2 separate regions of the Sus scrofa genome follow, and region 2 is linked to region 1. The links are chromatin contacts, called in public HiChIP or PLAC-seq maps. All regions are on one chromosome and are shown on one strand. The core of a region is the stretch at or near the end of the contact, and the rest is flanking DNA. Distances in the headings are between cores, read along the strand shown.

Region 1 (4,813 bases), core at 78-2,577:
TTAAAAACTCCTTATCTAGGAGTTCCCGTCGTGGCGCAGTGGTTAACGAATCCGACTAGGAACCATGAGGTACGGGTTCGGTCCCTGCCCTTGCTCAGTGGGTTAACGATCCGGCATTGCCGTGAGCTGTGGTGTAGCTCACAGACACAGCTCGGATCCCGAGTTGCTGTGGCTATGGTGTAGGCGGTGGCTACAGCTCCAATTCGACCCCTGCCTGGGAACCTCCATATGCTGCGGGAGCGGCCCTAGAAAAGGGGAAAAGAAAAAAATCCAACTGCAGTGGCTTGGGTTGCAACGGAGTTATAGGTTTAATTTCCCACGCCAGGTTAAGGACCTGGCATTGCCACAGCTATGGCATAGGTCACAGCTGCAGCTCAGATTCAGTCTCTGGTCTAGGAACTTCCATACACAGCAGGTGTGGCCAAAAAAAAAAGTGTTACTGTGGGTTATTTAGGTGCAATTATTTCCTACCTAATAATTATAGTAATTAGCTGTCATTTTATATGTCTTCCCAAAAACTTCAAAAATTTTAAAATATGTAAAAATATTGTCACACTGACCAGACTGTGTATATGGGAACATGTACTTATCATACCACAAATGATATACATACTCACTTTCTTCAAAATCAGTTCTATGTAGTACTTGAATGTCAATTTTTCTTTAACCACATCATATATTGCAAAGCACTCTAGAAGAAGTACTTTAATAGACAGAATAGTGAAATTCACACTTTATCAATATAAAGCTATCAAGGAGTATTAAATCATAAATATAAACATTGCAATGCAGAAATCTATGAAATTTTTAAAACCCAGTATGGAAAATTATCTCAATCCTATTATTCAACCATTTAATTTTTATTGAGTTTAAAGAAGGAAAAAAATGGGTTTAAAAAAAATCCCTAAATGCATACTAAATCAGCTAAAGCAAAAAACACAATAAACTATTCTCAGGGAATACCAGTCAGGCATGAGTTAATGAATACAAGTTTTTTCTCTCAAGTTAATAGCTCAGAAAAAAGCAAGACACATATACCACTGTGTAATAGTCAGTGTTTTCGTAGACAATAGACTGTCTGTATCATAATAAAAGCCTTTCAAATCAGCAGCTGGTTCTCTAGAGTTTCTCAGATCAAAACATGACAGAATATTTCCAGATGTATTGTTCACCATAGTTTCCAACAAAAATCAGCCATTCAAAAAGCTGTGGACCATGACTTCATAAAGGAAAAGATGAAGTTCAACAACAAAGTCACTAGTTCATACTAAGCATAAAGGGCCTAGAAGGAGGTTCACACTTAGAAAAAAGGCACTTCCTTTTATTTTATGCACATGTGTACATATATAGAAAAAGCCAGAGAAATACAGAGGCAGAGAGAGAGAGAAGGAGAGAGATCTTGCGTTAGTGAATGAGTAAGTGGGGTGGTGGTGGGGCTGAGTTCTTCCTCTATCTCCTACTTTCCAAGTATTCCATATTCAGTTATTCAGCATTATTAAACATTTACTGAGTACAACTACATGCACCAGTCACCGCTCTACTCTAGGTACCAGGGACAGAGCGGGAGTGAAAATGTTTCCTCCCCTCATTGAAGTTATAGTGGGAGTAGACAATACACAAGTAAAAAAATAAACGAAATCATTCCAGAGAATAGTAAGGATGATACTAAAAGCGTATGAGGCAGGAGTAGAAAGAGCCTACTTTAAAAAGAGTGGACAAAGAAGTTATCATTGGGAGTTCCCGTCGTGGCTCAGTGGTTAACGAATCTGACAAGGAACCATGAGGTTGTGGGTTCGATCCCTGGCCTCACTCAGTGGGTTAAGGATCCAGCGTTGCTGTGGCTCTGGTGTAGGCCAGCAGCTACAGCTCCTATTGGACCCCTAGCCTGGAAATATCCATATGCCACGGGAGCAGCTCTAGAAAAGGAAAAAAAAAAAAAAAAGTTATCATTGGAGCTAAGATTCTGAAGGTGAAAAGCACTCATGCAAGAGATGGGAAAGAACAATCCAGAGGAGAAGCAAGAAAAAGGCCCAAAGGCAGGGAAGTCTGGGTACACTCAAGGAACCCTAAGGAGGCCAGAATGGCTAAAGCTCTGTGCGGGGGACAGTATGGTGATGAGCTGAGTAAGAAGACAAAGGGTCAGATCACAAAGAGGCTTGAAGGCCAGGTAAAGGTGTTTGGAATCTTTTCTAACTACAATAGGAGGCAGGAGGGCTAAGAGACTGACATGATCTGATTTTTTTTTTTTTTTTTTTGATTTTTTTTAGGTCCACATCTGTGGCATATGGAGATCCCCAGGCTAGGGGTCTAATCAGAGCTACATCTGCCGGCCTACACCACAGCCACAGCAATGACAGGTTGGATCCGCATCTGCAACCTACACCACAGCTCACGGCAACACAGGATCCTTAACCCACTGAGGGAGGCCAGAGATCGAACCTGAAACCTCATGGTTCCTAGTCGGATTTATTTCCACCGCACCACAGCGGGAACTCCTGATTTTTTTTAAAGATCATTTTGTCTGTTATAAGGAGAAGTGATCTTAGAGGACAAGAGGAAGTAGTTAGGAGGCTACTGTAGTCCTCCACGGGAGAGATGGTGATGACTTAAAACAAGATGTGAAAGTGGAAATGGACAATTAGTTTTTTTGGAAGAAGAGCTAATGGGACTTGCTCTTGGAATAGGTGAAGCAGGGTATGAGGGGGTAGACTGAGAGAAAGAAACATAAAAATGACAGGTAGGTCAATTAAATAAAATGTCTTCAAAGGCAGCAATGCTAGAAGGCAAAGATTTATTATGAAAAGATGAAACAACATCAGTATACCAGGCAAAACCACTGAAACAGTTTTTCAAAAAGCAATAATTCTGACCCCACTAGAGGTGATTACTAAGGAATGAATTCTATTTCTTTTAAGTCTCTTTTATACAGGTAGGGGTAGATGAGGAAAGAGAAAAAGACAATAAAAACATAATCAAGGGCTACTTACTTTAAAGCTATTTTTAAGTATTAAAGTGATGGGCACTAAATCTGATTTATTATTCTAAGCTGTATTCATAATTGCAGTGATAGTATCATAATCATGCCGATCTTCAATACATTCAGCCTATAGTTAGGTTAGGTATAACGAATGGTCCTGTTTTAAGGCATAACACGTAAAACATAAGTAGAACGAATGCCCAATTTTTACTTGGGAGATTGATTTTTGGCAATGCTGTCCAACAGAACTTTCTATTATGATGGAGATGTTCTATTAAATTTGTGCTACCTGATACAGTAGCCATTAGCCACATGTGGCTGTTAAGTACTTGAAATGTAACATGTGAAACTGAGGAACTGAGTTATGACTTTTATTTAATTTTAATCTTTTGTATAAAGACTACTTGTTAACAGCCATTTTAGTTTACAGCAAAATTGAGAAGCTACAGAGATTTCCCGTACACTCCCTGCCCCAATAGCCTCCCCAGTTATCAACATCCCCACCAGAGTAATGCATGGGTTACAAATGATGAACCTACCACTGACCCATCATAATCACCCCCAAATTCACAGTTTACATTACACTCCATTCTTGGCATGTACTTTCTATGGATTTAGACATGTGTAGAATGACAAGTACCCATCACTTACAGCATCACACAGAACATTGCCTTAAAAATCCCGTGCCCTGCCTACTCAGCCCTCCCCACCCCAAATCCCTGGAAACCACTGATCTTTTACTGTCTCCGCAGTTTTGCTTTTTCTAGAATGTCCTATAGTTAGAATCATACAGTATGTAGTCTTTTCATGTTGTCTTCTTTCACTTAATTTGAATTTAAATTCCACATATGGATGAAAGGTAATAAAGAAAGGAAGGTATATAAATGTACGACTGGGTCACTTTTTTTAATTAAAAAAAAAAGCAAAGTAAATACACTATATTCCTGGAGCACAGTAATAATACTGCTGATTCATGGAGTTCCTGTCATGGCTCAGCAGTCATGAAGCTGATTAGGACCCATGAGGATAAGGGTTCAATCCCTGGCCTCGCTGAGTGGGTTAGGATCTGGCGTTGGCATGAGCTGTGATGTAGGTTGCAGATGTGGCTTGGATTCCACATTGCTGTGGCTGTGGCTGGCAGCTACAGCTCCGATTTTACCCCTAGCCTGGGAACTTCCATATGCTGCAATTGCGGCCCTAGAGAGAAAAAAATAATAATAAGTCAGACATGCTGGGGGAAGGGATGGACTGGGAAGCTGGGATTGGCATACACACACTACTACATACAAAACCGATCAGTAACAAGGACACACATATACATACGTATAAAACTATATGTATATGTACAGCTGATTCACTTTACTGTACACCTGAAACTAACATAACATTGTAAGTCACCTATACTCTAATAAAATTTATTTAAGAAAAAGAAGAGGAGTTCCTGCCGTGGCGCAGTGGTTAATGAATCCGACTAGGAACCATGAGGTTGCGGGTTCGGTCCCTGCCCTTGCTCAGTGGGTTAACAATCCAGCGTTGCCGTGAGCTGTGGTGTAGGTTGCAGACGAGGCTCGGATCCCGCGTTGCTGTGGCTCTGGCATAGGCTGGCAGCTACAGCTCCGATTAGACCCCTAGCCTGGGAACCTCCATATGCTGCGGGAGCGGCCCAAGAAATAGCAAAAAGACAAAAAAAAAAAGAAAGAAAGAAAGTGAAAGAAGAAATCAGACATTTTTTAAAAATTTCCATGTGTAGCTAGTGGCTACCACACTGGACAGCACTGGTCTGTAGAACTTTCACTGTCCCCTAAAACTGGTCTTCCTGCCTCCAGACTTCCTTCC
Region 2 (4,832 bases), core at 1,075-3,574, 170 kb after region 1:
GGAAGTTAGCAGTAATACATTGAAGAAAAACTCCCATCTAAAATGCTGAGAAGGGTTGATGCCTCAAGGTGAAGATCCTTAGCTTCTTTTAGCACCTCGTTTGGGGGATTGAGAGGAGCTCTTGAAAGGAACAAATGTTCTCACAGAGAGCAGGAACCCTGCTGGTTCTCGCACTGCCCAGAATCTGGAATGTACTAGGTGTTCACTGAACAGTTGCTGAAGGAGTAATGGCGTGAGGATGACAATACACAGAATACTGGCCCCTTTCATAGCCTCCATCTCCCAAGGAAGATTAGCACACTCTCGGGCATGTTCTTCCAGCATCAATTACCGGTGGTGTTTTCATGTTCAGATTATTGTCCTTACATAACCTTGAGTTTTGGGTAGTGCTTTTATTGTAAAAGCATTTTCACATCTATGACTTCATCTTTGGAGCAACTCTCGGGTGGCTGAGCACAAGGCCATCGGTGCTGGGACAGTGGTGAGGGGCAGAGGATCTGGCCGGGGGCTCACAGGCCTGTCTGTTTGGCTTCCAGCAACGGTCCACAGTGGCATCTATGATGCATCGTCAAGAGACTGTGGAGTGCTTGCGCAAGTTCAATGCCCGGAGAAAACTAAAGGTGAGTCTTGCCTTCCTGGCTGGGCTGCCCGCGTGCTTTTGACAGGGTGCCCCCTGCCCCATCACCGAAGGGAACACCCCTCCTGGCTGGAGCTGAGCTGTGAAGATGGTGTACATGTTGGGGGCCCCAGTCCTGGTGTCTTCGGGCTCTCGCTGGCAGCTGCCCTCTGCCTGAGAACAGACTGCACATAGAATTCACAGGTCTCTCTTCTTTCCCCAGGGTGCCATCCTTACGACCATGCTTGTCTCCAGGAACTTTTCAGGTATGTTTTCAGCTGTGCACTTTAATTCTACGAGGTGAGTGGGTCAGAACAGGCTGTTGCCATACCGTGCCACCCTGGCGCTGGGTGTCTCAGGCAACACCTTGACCAAGATGATGGGGATCCTGTTTTGGAGGGGCTGCTGCAGCTGAGGATTGTAACCTGAAATTCTGGGAGGCCTGACGTGGCTTCACATTTGTGAACTATATTCCCTCCTCCCAAGGAATAGCCTGGCCAGCCTCCCATTTACCTTGTCCCTGGGGCTTCTTATTGAATTCTCTGAAGACTCTCAGCACTTTAAATTTTAGCAGGTCTCGAGGGCATTGGAGGATATGCTGGGAGAAAGAAAGTGATGAGGTGTAATGAACCTTCCCAGTCACCACCATTAATTGGCCAACTAAGGCGATCTCTCTGTTGTCGTGTCCAAGTGGAGATGACTAATAGAAATTATTCCAGATGTTTAAACCTTTTACGGTGACTGTGCTTAAAATATCCTCTGATACCAATTGTAAGAGTGAAGTAATAGAGACCAGCAGAATGGAAGGAAAAGAACTTGCTTAAATTTGCATGAGGAATTGGGAGAAGTGAACCAATAATTTGTAAATCACACTTCACATTTCTTTTTAAGATGCAAGACACTCCACCTTCCCCCCCTCCCCATCGTTTGCCCTCAATTGGGAAGCACAGTGGCTTTTCTGCAAGGAAAAGATTAACAACAGGATTTAAGACAGAAAGGTCTCTTCCCGGCTTGCCTTTTCCCCTGGCCTTCCCTCCTCCTAACCCCCAGTTCCCCTGTTTTGGTTCAAGACACTTCCCACCCCACCCCTGTCTCATTCTAACCAGGCTCCTTCCCTTGCTTTCCTTCTGCGCTGCCCTAACGGAGCGGAGGTTTTGCGGGAGGCACAGGTGGGCAGCCACTCTGGGCAGAGGTTGCTCCCTTAAGCCTGAGTCCAGGGCTCACTGTGCTGGTTCCTGGTAACCTGGCTCTGGGGCTTCCTGAGCTCTTCCCTGAGGGAGAGCCACAGGGCCCCAGGCTGAGGACTGGAGAGTGAGCTGGGAGAGTGTCCCCCTCAGGCCCACCCCTGTGGGGCTCGATCTTGTGCTGTGGGAACCCATGGAGAGAAGCTCTGGTTCTGGATTCGCCTCACAGATGGGAGCAGGAGGCCACTGTAGGCTGCTTCCAGCAGAGGTGGGGCTGTAGTCCCACGTTGTGCTTCTAGTCCTCTAATTACTTGCAGCTTCTACTTTCTGGGTTTAAGAAAGCCTTTCTAGAGGACGCTCAAGGGCAGCTCTGTGCCGACCCTGGAATGGTGATCTGTTCTCTCTCTGTGTGAAAGAGATGTGAAAACAGGCTGCTCGGAAATCAATAGCATGTGCCCTGTCCAGTGGCCTCAGGCCTCCGCATCAGCCTCTCCCCGTCCATTTCAGGAAATCAGTGTCCTGGTTTCAGGAACTTGGTCTCTATTAGGACACAGCACTGTCACTGATCCCTAAAGAGCTTCCTGTCCCTCTCTCGACTTTGGCCTTTGCGCTCCCTTTGCCCTGGCTCAGGAGACAAAAAAAAAAAAAGAAATGCTGCAGGCATTCCAGGATGACCTCTTCTGCCCTGCCTCTGGGGCAGGTGAGGTCAGAGCCTGTCCCTAGAAGCTTCTGCAGAAAGAGGTGTCCACAGGTATAATCAAACAGGAGGGGCACTTGTGTGCTTCCTTAGGAATGAGTTGGACTGTTTTCTGAGTTGAAATAGAGGGTTCAGCCTATCCCTGGTTTCTAACACGTTGGCTCATGGTGAAATCAGGGCCTCTAGAATGTATCGCTTCGGTGGCCTTTGTTTTCTTTCTGGGCACTTATACCCTTGGAGCGCTGTGAGATACAGCTTCTCCTGGCCAGCTGGCTCAATTGAAGAGGGAAAGTGAGCTGTGCCCCTGAGGATTTGGGGGCTGTGGAGCATCAGTGAGTTAGCTGCACAATGGCCATGGTTCCTTCCTAGGCCCCTAGTGCCAGTCTCGCTACTTTTGGGATATGGCCTGAGGAACCGGCTCTGTTCCGGGCTCTCTGAAAATGTCCTTCTTGAGGTCCCCCCGGGAGGAAGGTCTGCAGATGAGGCTTACTCTCCTCATAGCCTTAAGCTAGGGCTGGGCAGCCTCAGAAAGGACACTGCCTCTCACCGAGTCAGGCCTTGATCTGCGGGCTCTCACCCCAGTGGTTGCAGCACAGGTGGGCTTCCCTCTGCCCTGAGCCCAGTCCTCTCAGGTCCCCAGACTGCTGCAGGGCCAGCCGCACCTGCTCACCAGCCTGCCTCCGGTGCCTCTGCTCCCCCAGCTCGGCCGGCTTGGCCACGCCGCCCGCCCGGACCCCGCTGTGCGCAGCGGCAGCGGGTTCCTGCCTCGCGCTGGGGCATGCTCGCTGCTGACTGGCCCCCGTGGCTTGGCGGCAGCTCTGTGCACTGAGAGACTGTATCCCCTCAGTTGGCAGGCAGAGCTCCGCCCCCGCCTCGCCTGCCGCGAGCGCCGCCGGCCTGGCCGGGCAAGGTACGTGGCATGAGTCCTCCCCGACCGCCTGCCTCGGCTCCCTGCCACCCCACCAGGAGGGCCAGCATGCCAGGCCCGAGCACCAGGGAGGCGAGTCCCATGCTTGTGGGCTGAGATGGGCATGCCAGACGGACCACCTAACTTGGCATCTGCAAGCGCATTGGTGTTTCAGAGCCCCCTAACCAGCCATGCATGCTGGGCGCTTGCCAACTCTCAGGAGGCAATAGCCTGGGGATGTGGAGCTGGGCAGCAGGAGGCTTTTCTCCAGACGCCGCCCACCCGACAGCCTGGCCTGCCAGTGAGGGCTGCAGCCAAGGCGGGCCTGCAGGTGCCCGGGGTGAAGACCAGCCCTCAGTGGCACTGGTGGGGACCCCATGGGGAAGCCACACCCCTCAAAATTGTGAAGTCTGGCATTTGCAGACCTCTGGGTCTGAAAGGCTGTAAAGTGCAGGAGCTGTGCAGACAGCTGTCCTTGGGTTTGGATCCTAGCCTTGCCACACCCTGAGCAGGTCACATTTGCTCTCCCAAGCTTAGTTTCCTCACCTCTCTATTGGGGCTAATAAATAACATGCTGATGATTAAGATTGTGTATGTCTAAGGCTCTCAACCCTGCCTGTATGAGAAAATTAAAAAAAAAAAATCCTGATGCTGGGACCCCACCCCAGGCAAATAAAAGCAGACCCCCTAGGGTATGGGATGGGCATAAACAAAAGTTGTGTTTGTTTGTTTAAGTCCCAAGTGATTATAATGGGCAGTCAGAGTTAAGAACTTTGACATATGTAAAGCATTTAACACAGTAGGTGGTCAGGCGTAGTAAACGTGTTGAAAAAAATAAGTGTCAGATCACCCAGCATGAACTGGAGATGGGCCCAAAGGCCATTTTTGGAGGTCAGAATTCTTGTGATAGAAGGACACTTATTCTCACTGGAGACCCAGCTTGGGTAGGAATGGCCACCTGAAAGAAAGACTGGCAGCAGCAATAGTGACAATGGTTACCACTTACTGAGTACTTGCTGTGTGCCAAGCACTCCGCCTAGCACATTTCATGCCATGATCCCATTTTATAGATAAAGAAACTGAGGTTCAGAGAGGTTAATAAGTAACTCTACAACCAGCAAGCAGTAGAACCAAGATGCAAAGTCTAGGTGGGTCAGAGAGTTGGACTGATTCCATCTCCCTGGAATATTCCATCCACTGCCTGCTACCTTCCTGTGGCCCCTGTTGCCCCAGGAGCGACATGTTGAATGCAGAGCTCATCACCCCGTGCCTGGCTAGAATCTCTGTTTAATACTTCATTATTCTGCCCAGTCCTTTCTGCTTAGTGAGTCCAGAGAGTAGACTCTGAGGAAAGGGTGGCAGGGAGGACCTGCCCACTTCAAACCCCTGGCAAAACCCTCCTGTAGGTGGTCCTGGTCTCTGTGTCTG

Evidence for each region. HiChIP or PLAC-seq counts read pairs in DNA pulled down with a chosen protein or histone mark.
Region 2: an H3K27ac HiChIP or PLAC-seq map of alveolar macrophages shows a contact between it and region 1. The contact joins two enhancer-like sites. A contact is called at or near these places in 2 of 47 Hi-C or Micro-C datasets (embryonic fibroblasts and epiblast stem cells) and 1 of 2 datasets of contacts at active chromatin or transcription factors (alveolar macrophages).

What each region holds. Positions count from the first base shown.
Region 1 is chr14:76,732,200-76,737,012 of Sscrofa11.1, reverse strand. The region is part of intron 1 of VCL (vinculin); the gene reads right to left. Among named protein-coding and RNA genes, the nearest start is that of VCL, 34 kb to the right of the region's middle. Within about 2 kb of position 1,327, at least 6 of the 83 cell types and tissues checked have an H3K27ac peak or open chromatin away from gene starts, as enhancers often do. A contact at or near this core is called in alveolar macrophages, where this site is marked.
Region 2 is chr14:76,558,328-76,563,159 of Sscrofa11.1, reverse strand. CAMK2G (calcium/calmodulin dependent protein kinase II gamma) reads left to right here. Exons shown (of 21, transcript NM_214193.1): 11 at 537-620; 12 at 840-882; 13 at 3,345-3,407. Among named protein-coding and RNA genes, the nearest start is that of NDST2, 26 kb to the right of the region's middle. Within about 2 kb of position 2,324, at least 3 of the 83 cell types and tissues checked have an H3K27ac peak or open chromatin away from gene starts, as enhancers often do. A contact at or near this core is called in alveolar macrophages, where this site is marked.